Regions from separate parts of the Mus musculus genome. Here region 1 is linked to region 2. A link is a contact called in public Hi-C data. All regions are on one chromosome and are shown on one strand. Each heading gives the region's core, a stretch centred on a gene start, on an enhancer-like site or on the middle of the called end of the contact. The rest is flanking DNA. Distances are from core to core; before and after follow the strand shown. Region 1 has its middle 28 kb from the start of Gtf2ird1. Region 2 overlaps Gtf2i (general transcription factor II I).

Region 1 (7,363 bases), core at 1,301-3,800, 190 kb before region 2:
CAGACACAAGGCAGAAAGCAAGAGCTAACTGGGAAGGGCTTAGGCTTTTGAAACTTCAAAGCCCAATGACACCTCCTCCAACAGGCTATATACCTCCTAATTGTTCCCAAACAGTTCCACCAACTGGGGACCAAAGATTCAAACATGACCCTACAGGGGCCATTTACATTAGAACCCACCACATTCTGCTCCCTGGCCCCTGTAAGCTTGTAGCCATATCATAATTCAAAATGAATTCATTCCAACACTGTTCACAGGGCTCTCTTGAGACTTCAAGGCAATCTCTTAATTGTAACCTGCTGTAAAACGTAATTATATATGTCCTATAAGCGACGGTGCAGAGAAATTGCTAAACTAGACCTCTCCGTGGGTGGAAAGATTTATTGCGGAGCAAACTGCCAAAGCTGTCTCTGGGAGGGGTCGGGAGGCAGAGTGAGAAGCGAGAGTGGGAGAGTGAGCAGAATGAGACGCAGCAGGGTGGGGGTCTGAGCCGACACAGGCTGCTGGGAGTCACCAGGAACTAGGTGCCCTTTCCGAGGTAGTTGACCTTGGTGGAAGGCTATGGGAGGTTCCTGAAGGACTAAGGGTAGTTCCTGGTACCCAGAAACCTGCCCTTATGTTTGCCTTCTAGATAACAATCCCAATGCATTAGAGTGATCATTAATAACCACAAGAAAGAGTCGCCATTAGGCTGTCTTAAAATGTCCTCTGACAACAAAATCCCGAACTCTTCAATTTAAGCTAAGCATGGTGGCACACATCTTGAATCCATTATTCAGGAGATAAAGGCAGGAAGATCTCTTGAGTCCGAGGCCAGCCTGGTTTACAGAGTGAGTTCCAGGCCAACCAGGGCTACACAGAGAAACTCTGTCTTCCAAAACCAAAAACGAAACTCTTCAGTTTGGTCTCAGGCAGATTCTTAGGAAAAAGCAGCCACAGTCTTGGCTAAAATGATGCCTTAGGGGGCTGGCGAGATGGCTCAGCGGGTAAGAGCACTGACTGCTCTTCCGAAGATCCTGAGTTCAAATCCCAGCAACCACCCATCATGAGATCTGACACCCTCTTCTGGTGCGTCTGAAGACAGCTACAGTGTACTTATGTATAATAATAAATAAATCTCTGGGTCAGAGCGAGCAGGGACTGAGCGAGCATGACTGACCAGAGTGAGCAGAGGTCCTGAAATTCAATTCCCAACAACCACATGAAGGCTTACAACCATCTGTATAGCTATGGTGTACTCATATACATAAAATAAATACATAAATAAATCTAAGGGGCTGGAGAGATGGCTCAGTGGTTAAGAGCACTGACTGGCCTTCTAAAGGTCCCAAGTTCAAATCCCAGCAACCACATGGTGGCTCACAACCATCCATAATGAGATCTGGCTCCCTCTTCTGGGGTGTCTGAAGACAGCTGCAGTGTACTTACATATAATAAATAAATAAATCTTTAAAAAAATTTTAAAATCTAAAAAAACCCCTTACTCCGGTTGCTAATATTGTTCCCCTGTGAAACCTCTGAAGTTGGGCATAGGCTACAGCTCTCAGATAACTGTTCTGCTTCTAGGATGCTTTATTAAATCTGGCTTACAGCACTCAGTGTTTTTCTTAGTCCAGGGACCACGCTGTGCTGAGACCCCAGAGGCAGCCTGGAGTGTTCTGTATATTGGTCCTTCATTCGCACACTGAGTGTCAGATGACAAGAAGGTGTGGGGGCCACTGCTTCGTCACTTTAAGGGCTCCAGGTGAGGGGGTTACACTCTTTCTTTGGTGTGTCTAATATTTTCAATCACCCATATGCCCCTAGAGTCTCAATTTGTCCTGAAGGGTGGCACCCTTATTAAATTTTATTTGTTTATTTATTTTTGCTTATTGAGGCAGGGTCTCATTGTGTGTCCCTTGATTGTCCTGGATGTCACTCTTTTTTTTTCTGTTTTGTTTTGTTTTGTTTTTTGGTTTCTCGAGACATGGTTTCTCTGTGTAGCCCTGTCTGTCCTGGAACTCATTCTGTAGACCAGGCTACCCTCGAACTCGGAAATTCGCCTGCCTCTGCCCCCTGAGTGCTGGGATTAAAGGCATGTGCCACTGCACCCAGCTTTCTACGCCCAGGAATAAGTCACATACTAGTCTGTGCTACGTGAATGATGGTGTCTGCAGATCCGTTTGGGCGGGAGCCGTCATCCTCCACCCCAAAATAGAGACTCCTGGGGGCAAGACACAACCTGAAAAAAAGGCAGTTTTAGTCAATATAGAGTAACTTACAGCAGGCCACAGCCTGGTCTTAGCACCAGCTTACACAGTAAATTTAAAGACGGCCTGGGGGGCGTGAAGGAGGGGGAGGAAGAGAGGGAGGATAGGTAGAGTGGGAGGAGACAGGGAAGAGGTCGGGGAGAGAGAGGAAGGGAGAAAAAAAAGAGGAGATTGGAGAAGAGAAGAAAGAAAAAACAGGGCAGAAAGAGAAAGGTGAGTTGGGGCAGTGAAGAGGACACAGTGGGAGATGACATACATATAAGGTATGCATGTATATTTATAGTCCCTCCTGTAATGCACAGAACTCACCACAAGGTGTCGCCCTCAGCTGCTGCACCTTCCGGTCATCTCTATGGCACTTAAAAGGCATAGAACCTGACTGGCAAGCCTGCACAGGAAAGGCACAAAGTATCTCCCTCCCGGCCCTATAGTTCCCTGGTGGGGTGGTCCCAAGAAGCCACCAGGCTTGGTTCAGACTCCTATGTGGCTATCCATCTGTCCACCTATCCATCTTAGCAACAGAAGCCAGCTAGAAAGGGGACATTCAATTCATTTCCAGGAACCCTTTAGGTAGGATTTCATGTCCCTGGACTCGGATCCCCCTTCCTATACCCAGATCCTTGTCTGCCGTTGAGTGACTCAACATGCCTTTGCTGGGGTCCTTGCTGAATTGAGAACGCATAGTTCTGGCTCTTGTCTGGAACCTTTCTCTCAAGTGACAACAGAGGGAAGAACTAGCTGTCCCCTATGCTGCCCTCAGAGTCACCCTCAAAGCCCCTTCCGTGGCTCAGCAGCTGCCTTTCCCCCTGCCCTACTGGACCACTTCACACTGGATTTCCCAGACTGTTTCGCAAATCGGGCGCATCTCCCTTTTGCCCTCACTCAGTCCACATGCCTGCTCTATGCTGCATCCACCACCTTCTGTTCTTCACCCCCCTAACCCCCGTCAAAGCTCCAGTTGCCAACTAGACACACCTGGGAAGAGGGGACCTCAGTTGAGGAATTGCCTCCTAGACTGGCAGGTCTAGGGGGCGTGTTCTTAGTTGATGATTGATGGGCAAGGGTCCAGCCCACTGTGGGAGGTACCATTCCTAGGCAGGTAGCCGAGCAAGGCAAGGACCAGTAAGCAGCATCCCTCCATGGCCCCTGCTTTGATTCCTGCCCTGAATCAAATATGGATGGATGGGTGGACAGGTGGATAGACTGTAACTTGTAAGTCAAATAAACCCTTTCCTCCCCAATTTGATTTTGGTCAGTGTTTTGTTGCAACAGAAAGCAAATTAGGACACCCCTTTAACCTATGCTAACCTTTAGGACACCCCTTTAATCTATGCTAACCTTTCTGAACCACTGTCCACTCTGGCCTGGTCCTGAGTTTCTAGCTCAAACCTTATCCTCCAGAGAAGCCTTTTCATGTAAGCACATGCCTCACTCACTCACTATGTTGTACACATACAACTACATAGGCACATATGGACGTCCACTGATATATGAGCACATACACTCATAATTATCCACACACACATACACATACCAGAATATTCACATGTATACACATACAGTCATCCACACAATACTACACACATATGTGTATAAGCATCCATGTGTGCACATGTGTATCTATACATACACTTACTTTATATACACATGCATTGCAGTTGCTATTTTTGATTGTCAACTTGACTACATCTGGAATTAACTAAAACCCCACAATGTAGGGCACACTTGTAAGGGATTTTTGCTTAATTGGAAATTGAAAAAGACACACCTTTAATTTGGATCGTGAAGCAGGCAGACACACCTTTAATCCAGATCATCACTTGAGTTGGGGGAAAAATATCCTTTAATCTGGGCCACACCTTCTGCTCAAAGCCTATCTAAGGACCCAGAAGGAGGAGGAAAAGGAAGCTTTTGCTTTCTCTGTTTGCTCTTGCCTTGTTAGCTCTCCCATTCCTTCACTGGCATTAGAGATTGCTTCTTCAGGATTGCAGTGTACAGCAAAGACCAGCTGAGACTTCCAGCTTCATGGACTGAGAAACTACTGGATTCTTGAACTTTCCTTTCATATCTAGCAGTGTTAACGTAGCTGGAGCAGAGAACACTGACTAATACATGCATACACATATATTAACATATATTGTTTATGTACACATAAAAAAAACAAAACAAAACAAAAAAAGCCGGGCAGTGGTGGCGTACTCCTTTAATCCCAGCACTCCAGAGGCAGAGGCAGAGGCAGAGGCAGGCAGATTTCTGACTTTGAGGCCAACCTGGTCTACAGAGTGAGTTCCAGGACAGCTAGGGCTACACAGAGAACCCTGTCTCAAAAACAAAACAAAACAAAACAAAAAAAACATGTACACATATCTACACTTGCACACCCATTGCATATACATGTAAACATAAATATACACATTAATAGCACATATCCACACAGCTCACACAGAAAAATATGCCTATACAATATACATACATACATGGATACTCATAGACACACCTGTACTATACACACACACACACACACATATATGTGTGTGTGCATATATACTCAAGCACACATACCACATATATACAAGCCAAACATGCATATATGTATATATGCATATACACACAAACACCTTGTATGCACATAAACACATGCTCTTGCACAAGCACAAGTGGACAGTCATATCTACAGGTATATTCACAGCCATAGTCATACAGTGCTACATGTTGTACAGGCACACATGTGCATATATATATATATATATATATATATATATATACACCCACATACATTGCCTGTGCACTCATACACATCCATACACAGGGGCACCCAAGCATACACACATATATGTACACATGTACACACTCAGAAAATTTCTGCAGTGTTCTTCTTGCCCACTTGGCAAAGCCTCTGTGTCTCAGATTTTTTCCTGTGCAACACCAAGTTCATGTCCACAGGCAATGCCCTGACCACTGCCTGCAGGGCTGCCATGTCCCAGGCCAGGACCGCCTGCACATGGTTTGTTTACTGAAGAGGTATCAGATCTCTCATCTGTCTGCCTGTCTATCTATCTATCTATCTATCTATCTATCTATCTATCTATCTATCTATCTATCTATCTATCAATATATATACATAGATAGATAGGTAGATAGATAGATCTATATATCTATATATCTATCATCTATTTATCTCTCTGTGTATCTGTCTCTCTCTTTCACTGTGTCTGTCTGTATCTGTTGTCTCTGTGTGTCTGTGTCTGGCTCTCTGTTGTCTGTCTCTTTCTCTCTGTATCTGTGTATCTATCTGTCCCTTTCTCTCTGTGTGTCTGTCTCTCTCTCTTTCTGTCTGTCTGTGTGTTTGTGTGTCTAGCACTCTCTCTCTCTCTCTCTCTCTTGCTGTTTCATTGTTTGTTTTGAGACAGGGTCTCACTCATCCAAACCGGCCTCAACTCCGAGAATAACCTGAAATTTTTGATCCTTCTGCCTCTACCTCCCAAGTGCTGAGATGACAGGTGTATACCATCACACCTGGCTTCTCTGGCCATTTTTTTTTCTAGAATCTTCTAGCTCTGGGCTGGATGCTTTCTTCTTCTGAGACAGGTTTTTCTCAGTCCTCCTACCTTTTAAGCTTCTATCATGTTTAGAAAACAAACATGGCAGTCTCTCTCCCTGGGCTGGCTCCCCTAAAAGACTTCATCTCCTGGGTGGCCTCCTGCATCCAATTAGACCTCGCCTGAATCTTTAACGTTGATAGTTTAAAAAAAAATCTTTTAATCCAGGCTCCAGGCTTTGATCTCGTATCTTCTGGAATCATCTTTATCTGTCACTTAATTTTATCATTATTTTAAATCTCCCCACTTCTATCCGGCAAGAGGACCTTTCAAGTCCCTCTTCCTGGCTTCTAATTTTAACTCCCCGTGCGCTGATTGAGACTCAGACGTCACCCCAATCCTTTGCGGTTTCCACGTTTTCATCTTGCTGGCATTATTCTTGGTCCTTTCATCTGCTCTCCCTTTCTCTGTGTAAAGAAAACTCCTGGGCCCATGACTGGAGCTCAGTCGGTAGAGCGCTTGCACACAATCCTGGGTCCCATCCCACAATGCATGAACCATGGTGCTATGCAGAGGCAGGAGGTCATCTGCAGCTTAGAGTGAGTTGGATGTCAGTCTGGGATACAGGAGATCAGGCCTAAAACAATTCAAAACAAAGGCACCTACTTCTGTGGTTGTTTTTGGTTTGGGGATTTTGTGTGTGTGTGTTTGGTTTGGTTTGGTATTTTTTAGATAATGTGTTTGCGTCACACATTCATCCACTGGAAGTATGCAATTCACAGGGTTTTATTACAAACCACAGATTGTACACTTATCGCCATGCTTCTAGAACATTCTCACCCCTGCCAAAAGAAACTCCCCAGCGCCTTAGCCACCACCCAGCTGCACCCCACCCATCCCGCCCAGAGGTAGAGGTGCGTTTCTCAGCAAATAGTTGCCTTTTATCCTCGGGAATATGATCTGCTGAACTTTCCCACTGCCAATTATCAAGCAAAGAGTGTGGAGCCTGGGTACCATGGAGTGCATCTGTAATCCCAGCACCCAGGAGGGCAAGGCAGGAAGATCCCAAGTTTGAGACCAGCCAGGGCTGGCAAGACCCTATCTCAAAAAATAAACAGAAGTGGGGGTTAGGGGTATGGTTTCATCGGTGGGGGGCTTGTTCCAAAAGCATGGGGGCCTGAGGTTGATCCTGATGCCCACATTAAAAAAAAAAAATCAGACATGACGCTGTGAACTTGTAATCCCGACACTAGGGAGGTGGGGACAGGAGGATTTGGGTGATCGATGGTCAGCGTCCTAGCCAATTAGGTGATCTCCTGCCTCCAAAACTAAGGTTGGGAGTGAGCAAGAAAGACCTGATGTCCACCTCTGGCCTCCACGCACATGCTATACTATACACACATGCAGGTGCAATTACATGTACAGTGCACACACTCACATGAACAAATACATATACCACACATATACTAATCAATAAATACAGCGCGCAAAACCCCCAGACCAATTTGTAGGCTTAGTGCGATGTAACATAGCTCCAACCCCTACACTTGGTAGGTAGAGACGGGAAGATCAGGA
Region 2 (7,622 bases), core at 1,361-3,860:
TGATGTCTGCCTTGCCTGCCGAAGATGAAGAGTCTTCAGAGAGCAGGATGGTGGTGACCTTCCTCATGTCTGCCCTGGAGTCCATGGTGAGATTCTGTGGCTCTGCCAGTGGTTTCTGTGAAACAGTAACTAAACGGATTAATTATTACTCCTTTCTTAGATGCTGGGATTGAGCCATCGCTGTGTCTCGTGTGGTAGGCCAGCGCTCTACCACTGTCTCCCTGGGGCCTATTATTATTTTGAGGCCATCTGACCTGCACTGTCTGATCCTTTTTGTCTCGGTCTCCAAAATGTTAGGATTACAGCAGGCAAGCACTCTTGTAACTGAGCTGCATCCTCGCAGTCCCAAGGTTTCAGCTTTGGAGTCAATACTTTCCAACCAGGTTTCATAGAACGTCTCTGTGCTGGGACTCAGGCCAGGCGTGGTCCAGCATTGTGCTCTGCACCCTGCACATCCCCAGCCCTCAGGTTCTTCAGGAGGTTTAATTCCATCAGAAAGCTTTCGTAAAGTCAGTCAGAGGTAGGAGGGTCTTTTTAGTATTCTAGCACACTTTGGGCTATATAATGAGACCCTGTCTTAATATACCAAAAAAAAAAAAAAAAAACTCCAAAGAAGCCAAACACTTAGGCATGGAATTGCCTTATGAGTGGGCTTCAGATCTGCTCTCAGGTGGTGGCACTAGTTCCTCGGGCTCCTAGACCACCTAGCAGTGCCTCACTACGACTACAGTTTCAGACTTCCCCGATACAGCACCCCTCCCCTGCCAGCTCTTCCTGGCAGCAGAGGCGGCTGACCCTTGGGACGCTGCCCTCCCTAAGGCCTCACAAAGTGCACGTCTGCAAATCTGAGTTTGTATCTTGAGGAATCTTACCTTGTGTGTATGTTCTTGCTTTCATTCTTTTTTTTTGTTTTTTGGTTTTTTTTTTTTGTTTGTTTGTTTTGTTTTTTTGAGACAGGGTTTCTCTGTATAGCCCCGGCTGTCCTGGAACTCACTTTGTAGACCAGGCTGGCCTTGAACTCAGAAATCCTCCTGCCTCTGCCTCCTGAGTGCTGGGATTAAAGGCGTGCACCACTACCGCCCAGCACTTTCATTCTTCCTGTACGTTGTTTTTGTTGTTTTGATTTTGTTTGACCCCCCAGCCCCTTTAGAACTAGGTACAGCATCTACTTTCACTTAATTTAAAGATGTAAATGACCAAAAAAAAAATCTGTCATCACTGGTACAGAAACACGCCTTTAATCCCAGCACTCGGGAGGCAGAGGCAGAGAGGCAGAGAGAGAGGCAGAGAGGCAGAGGCAGGCGGATTTCTGAGTTCGAGGCCAGCCTGTTCTACAAAGTGAGTTCCAGGACAGCCAGGGCTACACAGAGAAACCCTGTCTCAAAAAACAAACAAACAAAAAAACCCAAAAAGATGTGAATGACACTTGCGTCCTGATTATATATTAAGACGCTTTTTTTTTTTTTTGGTTTTTCGAGACAGGGTTTCTCTGTGTAGCCCTGGCTGTCCTGGAACTCACTCTGTAGACCAGGCTGGCCTCAAACTCAGAAGTCCGCCTGCCTCTGCCTCCCGAGGGCTGGGATTAAAGGCGTGCGCCACCACGCCCGGCATTAAGACACTTTTTAAGTGTTAGGTTTTTAGATTTATCTAGAAAGAATCAGTGCTTTTAAATCGCTATACATAGTGTAATGTTGTCTGGTTTTGTTTCAGTGTAAAGAGCTGGCCAAGTCCAAGGCTGAGGTGGCCTGCATTGCTGTGTATGAGACCGACGTGTTTGTTGTTGGAACCGAAAGAGGGCGTGCTTTTGTCAATACCAGAAAAGATTTCCAAAAAGACTTTGTGAAGTATTGTAAGTGCAGTGTTTTTATTGTTATTTATTTTATTTTATTTTATTTTATTTTTGTAGTTTGCAAATTTTAAATACAATTATTTTTAGATACGGCATCTCAAGCTTCCTAAGAATGAATTACACCTGAAAAAGACAGAGGATGTGACGTGTGTATTTGTGGGAGTGGGGAAGTGGGTCAAGACAAGTCACTGACTTGGTCATGTAGGAGGAGGTGTGAGCTGGGTGCTGGTGGGGGCTGTCTGTGAGGACACAAGGAACTGAACAACTTTGTAAGACAAAAGACCAAGTTGCAGGGACTCAGGCTGTGAGAACCACGAGGCTCCAGGCTTGTTAAAGGAACACTGGCTTGGGGTTTTTATAGGGCAATTTGGTCTCCCCTTGCCCCTACTGGTCCTGGTTAGACACCAGCCTCCGAACCTTCCTGCTGTTTCTCTTGGAGGTTTTCTGGGAACAAGAAGCCAGCATCTCAGGGCCTGCTCACCTGTGGTCCTTTAGCCTTTCTTTATTTCTCCCTCCCTGCTGTTAGGGGCAGGTGATGACCTCTAGCTGCTTCATGGTGTATTCTCTGTGTACAGGTCCAAGAGAAAGAGCACTCTCATGACATGGCTCCCGGGGCTGGTTCAGGGTGCTATGGCAACATTGTGGTAGGCACCACAAAGATGGCGGTTTCAAGGGCTCCATCTTCAGGACCAGCTATAGAAATGTAGTGGAGAAGAGAATGCTCGAGGCTACTACAATAGCCCAGCTGGGTGATTGTTCCCAGGAAAGTCCCGTATGCCATGAGCAGTCAGTCTGAGTGATGAGTCCCGGGCCTGGTTTCCTGCACTCCGGTAACTGTTGGAGTGGCTAGCGCCGCAGGGTATAGACAGCCTCTCCAGCAGGAGAGGGAAGACAGTTCTCCGTTTGCAAACAGAAGCAGGCCTCTGTCTTTGGCCTGCAGGTAGGCACTGCGATGTTGAATTGGGCTGTGGTCATGATGTCCTGTTATCTGAGTAGCATTTTTCTTATCAAGAAGAAAATCACTAGAGAGGAATAGTTGCCTAAATAATAGCTCACATGGACTAAAGCCTAATGCCCAGGGAGTGGGACCCTTAAACTGTTAAAGAAACGCGCCAGCCATCCTCCAAGCCTCTGCTTTCCTTCGTGGGCCAGAGCTACCACTTCATGGTTTTACTTCAAAGGCCACCACCTAAGGATCTGGTCCTCAGGGCTCCTATGGGCTCAAGAAATGTCTGTCTCAAAGGCCGTACTTGATCATGGCTTGGCATGAAATCATGGGACAGCCAGGGGTGGTGGCGCACGCCTTTAATCCCAGCACTTGGGAGGCAGAGGCAGGCGGATTTCTGAGTTCGAGGCCAGCCTGGTCTACAAAGTGAGCTCCAGGACAGCCAGGGCTATATAGAGAAACCCTGTCTCGAAAAAAATAAATAAATAAAATAAATAAAATAAAATAATAAAAAAAAAGAAATCATGGGACATTTTCCTCTGTATTGACCCTCTTCTTTGTAAGCTAGACACTGGTTAGAGTCACCTGGTGGGGTCTCTGTGGCCTCTCTGAACAAGAGGACAGTATATACATATTTGCTCATTCATTCACTCATTGTTATTTTGAGACAGGGTTTTTCCTGTTGTAGCCTTGTTTGTCCTGGAACTCACTCTGTAGACCAGGCTGGCCTTGAACTCACAGAGATTTACCTGCCCTTGCCTTCTGAGTCGAAGGCGTGAGCCATGCCCCCAACCCCAGCTGTGACTCCCCACAGTTATCGGACATTTTGAGAGATGCCCTAGTCCTGGGGACCTCCTTAGCCGTGGAAGGCAAGAGGGAAATGTTCTCTCTTTTGATCTCTCTGACAGAATTAGCATAGCCTCTGACGCCTAGAAGGTCACTTACGCCCATCTGGTTCTTGTAACCACTGTGCCATAGTTAGATAAAGCTTGGACAAAAGGAAGCAGATAAGCTTTGCTCCTGTGAGCCAGTCCTTGTAATAGTTACTGAGAGTAGACCAATAATTCCTTGATTTAAGCAGAAGTTATCAGTGTTTTGAACTTTGACCTTTTGCATACCTGATAGAACTTGCATACCTGGAGCCATCTTGTGAGACAAATCACGCTTACAAATATACGGTCAGCAAGCCCAGCGAGGATGCTCTTTTATGGGTCCGATACAGCTGATGGGTTTGGAAGATGTTCTGTGGTGCTGCCTTAATAAAGAACCGTGGAAGCCCAGCTACATAGCCGATGAGTCAGTAATACCTGTGTGCCTGCGGTTAAACTGTGGTGCCCGCTCGGCATGTTCCCAGGGAAAGCTCAGAGAACACCAAGGCCCTCTTTATTTGGAACTTAGAGTGGTGTAGCCATCTTTATGTTTTGAATGTGTGTAAGTAACAGATACACTAAAGGCATTGCTCCTCAGGAAAACTGAACCTAGTGGGTTGTGCCAAATAGGAGATTTGCCATGGAGTCCAGTGCCAGCCGGCTGGACCCACGGCTGACTGTGCTCCTTATACCTGGGATAGGTTTTCCCAGGGGAGTCTCATCAGCTGCTGCGTCTTGAACTGGGAACAGGGATTGATAAGCTTTCCTCTCAGAATCTTTAACTTTTATAAGGTTAGGGTTAGGGTTAGAACACCAGAGAGAAGGTAGAAGGGTTTTTTGTTTGATTTGTGAGGTCTCTCTGTGTATCCCTGGCTGGCCTGGAACTGACCCTGTAGACCAGGGTAGCCCAATCTCCCCAGGGTTAGAGGCACGAGCTACCATGCCCAGGCATTAGAGAGCTATGTGTTATGTGCTACAGTGTTGTATCAGTAAATACATCAGCCCTGTGGATAAGGTCAGGGGATGCATGCGAATGGTGCTGTGCCAAGGCCAGGGCAGCAGCAGCCACTGCGTCTACGCTAAATCACACTCAGACAAAGCAAAACCATAAAACCTGTCTGTAAGATCCAAGCGTGAGGGGCCCGAGGGTCAGCAGTGCTCGCAGATAGCCTTGTTTAGTTAATTCATTTAATTCCCTACTGTTCCTTCTTACCTCTTTAGCCAGTCTCATTGTGCAGGCTTTGAACTCTGTTCCTGCCATCTTGGCCTCCAGAGCATTTTTAGTCCTTCTGGGGTTGGGGCTGGCAGTGTCTCAGTGCTAGGGCACCTGGGTAGTATGCATGGAATTCTGCGTCCAATCCCTAGGACAGAAAGGATGCCGCAATCCACCCGTGTCCATACTTACAATCTTGGTATCTTGATTTTTTTTTTTCTGGTAAAATTTAAACCCTGGTTATATGTTAGTTCATTTATTTATGCAGACAGGGTCTCATGTGACCTCAGACTTGCTTTGCAGCAAAGGAGGACCCTGAGTTCTCAGTCCCCCGGAGGTTGAACCCCGAGCTCCGTGCATGATTGGCAAGCACAGCTGAGCTTCATGCCTAGCCCTGGTGTCTTGAGCTACAGTCTCCTGTGGCACCCCTGGATGACCGCCAAACCGCCTTTTTTTTTTTTTAAGATTTATTTTTATTTTATGTATGTGAGTTTTTGTGTCTCCCCATGTGTCTATGGACCACATGTGTGCACTGCCCACAGAGGTCAGAAGAGGGCAGTGAATTCTTTGGAATGGGAATTCCGAGAGTCTTGGGCTTCCCGTGGGTGCTGGCAGCGCTCTTAGCTGTTGCACAGTCTCTCCAGCCCCTGACCTCCAATCCCTGATCTTCCCGGCTCTCCCTCCCCAGTGCTGGGACTGCAGGTGTAAGTGTCTCTCCTCGCTAAGTGTTTATTGTTAAAAAGTTCCCTTATTCCTTTTCCCCTTGAGATTTTGTAACAAATTTGTTAGATTTATAGTGTCTGGGCGGGGTGGGTCATGCCTGTATATAAGGCAAAGGACTCCTGAGAGTTCAAGACCAGAGGTGGCTAGATTGGAGTTTGAGGGAAGCTGGGCGATTAGCGTGGCAGAAGGGGAGGAAGGCTGGAGGAGAAACATAGAAAAGTATCCTTACTAAAGGCCAAGCAGTAAATGGTGCTGGTTGGCTCGTTTGTGCCATCTTGGTACTGACCAGCCAGCTCTCTAGGAAGAAGGACCCTCCACTGCATAATTGCCCCCAGCAGATGGCCTGTGGCCATGTCTGTGGGGCATTTTCTTGATGGATGCTTAATATGGGAGGGCTCAGCCCACTGTGGGTAAGCCCTGCTCCTCCATGGTCTCTGCTGTGGCCTGCCTTGGGGATGGGCTGTCGGTCACCAGAGCCAGTACATTCTCTCCTGCCATAAAGGTGTTTATTGTAGCAACAGAGAAGCACGGTGGGTGGCGGATCTTAGCCTTGGTCTCACTAACTGTTTTACAGGTGTTGAAGAAGAAGAAAAGGCCGCCGAGATGCATAAGATGAAATCTACCACCCAGGCCAATCGGATGAGTGTGGATGCTGTAGAAATTGAAACACTCAGAAAAACGGTGGAGGACTATTTCTGTTTTTGCTATGGTAAAAACACAGCACTTTAAAATTGGAGAAAAATACCTTATAAACTGGCATTTTCTTCTCTACAAAATTGTGTTTGTATGAATACACGTATGTATTTGTAGACTCGAGAGCTTTTGTGTGAAGGTCAGGAGAACTTTGTGGAGTTGGGTCACCTTCCTGCTTGTGTGGGTTCTGGGAATTGAACTGGTTGTTCTGTGAACAGAGTCTCTCCCACTGGGCAGGCCCTGGTCATTGTATGTTTCCTAAATGTATAGATTTTATAAATGATTTGACAGTCATACTGTTTTACAAATTGAATAGGTAAATTTGTAAATTTAAGGAATTAAGTCAAAGAACTCAGAAATAAGTACAATGTAATTAATTAACTTAATTAATTATTGTTACCATTAGTGGGTAGGTATGGTGGCATGTGAGTAGATCTCTCTGAGTTTCAGGCCAATCTGGTCTGCATAGTAAGAGCTTATCTCAGAAGATAAGAAAAACAACAACAAATTCTAGCGTGTGTGTGTGTGTGTGTGTGTGTGTGTGTGTGTGTGTGTGTATGGTGGGTGGGAGGGAGTTAGTGTGCATGCCTGGGGAGGTCAGAGGACAGCTCCATGGAGTCTGCTCTCCTACTTTAAGTGAGTTCTGGATTCAAACTCAGGCAACAAGGCTTTCCTGGCCAGGGCCTTTACCCTTTGAGCCATTCCGCTGGCCTAAGAGTTACTGGTTTGCCGTTGATGCTTATCCTCAGGTCTCCACTGTAGGTCTGCTTTAGTCCTGTCGTAGGGTACAACAGAGCACCCTTTGTAATTATATATATAAAACAAATAAATATACAAATTATATTGATATAAGAGATCATCATTATAACCCAGGAACCCACTAAGAAGTGGCTTGACAACTGAAGTGCACCCCCTCCTCAGCCCGTTGTTATCGTAAGAGAGGGTCTCGCTAATCCTCAGGCAGGCTTTGAACTTTCTCTGATCCTCCTGGCCCAGCCTCCCACTTAGCTGGCCTTCTAGATACACCATGCTGGCTAGACTGAGGTCTGTTGTGTACTTTGTATTTGACCCTTTGGACAGATTCCAGGTTCAGGAATTAGCTGATGTGGGAATCAAATGTTAATGTTTAAAGTGTTATTTGAAATACTATGTTAAGATAATGTTGAAGTCAGATATTATGACAACAGTCAGAATGCTTCAGTAAGCTCTTTTTATTTTGTTGTTGTTTTTGTTTTTCCAGACAGGGCCTCACTATGTAGCCCTGGCTGTCCTGGACCTCATTTTGTAGACCAGGCTGGCCTCCAACTCAGAGATCTGCCTGCCTCTGCC

Evidence for each region. A called contact is a pair of places that touch in the nucleus more often than the background predicts.
Region 1: a Hi-C map of induced pluripotent stem cells shows a contact between it and region 2, with 2.3 times the contacts expected there. The contact joins two enhancer-like sites. A contact is called at or near these places in 5 of 484 Hi-C or Micro-C datasets (B cells, embryonic stem cells, induced pluripotent stem cells and 2 more), 3 of 115 datasets of contacts at active chromatin or transcription factors (embryonic stem cells, memory CD8 T cells and regulatory T cell precursor) and 3 of 9 other capture datasets (adipose tissue, liver and pancreatic islet).

Annotation. Positions count from the first base shown.
Region 1 is chr5:134,481,333-134,488,695 of GRCm38.p6, reverse strand. No RefSeq gene overlaps it. Among named protein-coding and RNA genes, the nearest start is that of Gtf2ird1, 28 kb to the right of the region's middle. Within about 2 kb of position 2,550, at least 16 of the 459 cell types and tissues checked have an H3K27ac peak or open chromatin away from gene starts, as enhancers often do. A contact at or near this core is called in induced pluripotent stem cells, where this site is marked.
Region 2 is chr5:134,287,974-134,295,595 of GRCm38.p6, reverse strand. Gtf2i (general transcription factor II I) reads left to right here. Exons shown (of 34, transcript NM_010365.4): 2 at 1-86; 3 at 1,711-1,849; 4 at 6,175-6,309. Among named protein-coding and RNA genes, the nearest start is that of Gtf2i, 23 kb to the left of the region's middle. Within about 2 kb of position 2,610, at least 5 of the 459 cell types and tissues checked have an H3K27ac peak or open chromatin away from gene starts, as enhancers often do. A contact at or near this core is called in induced pluripotent stem cells, where this site is marked.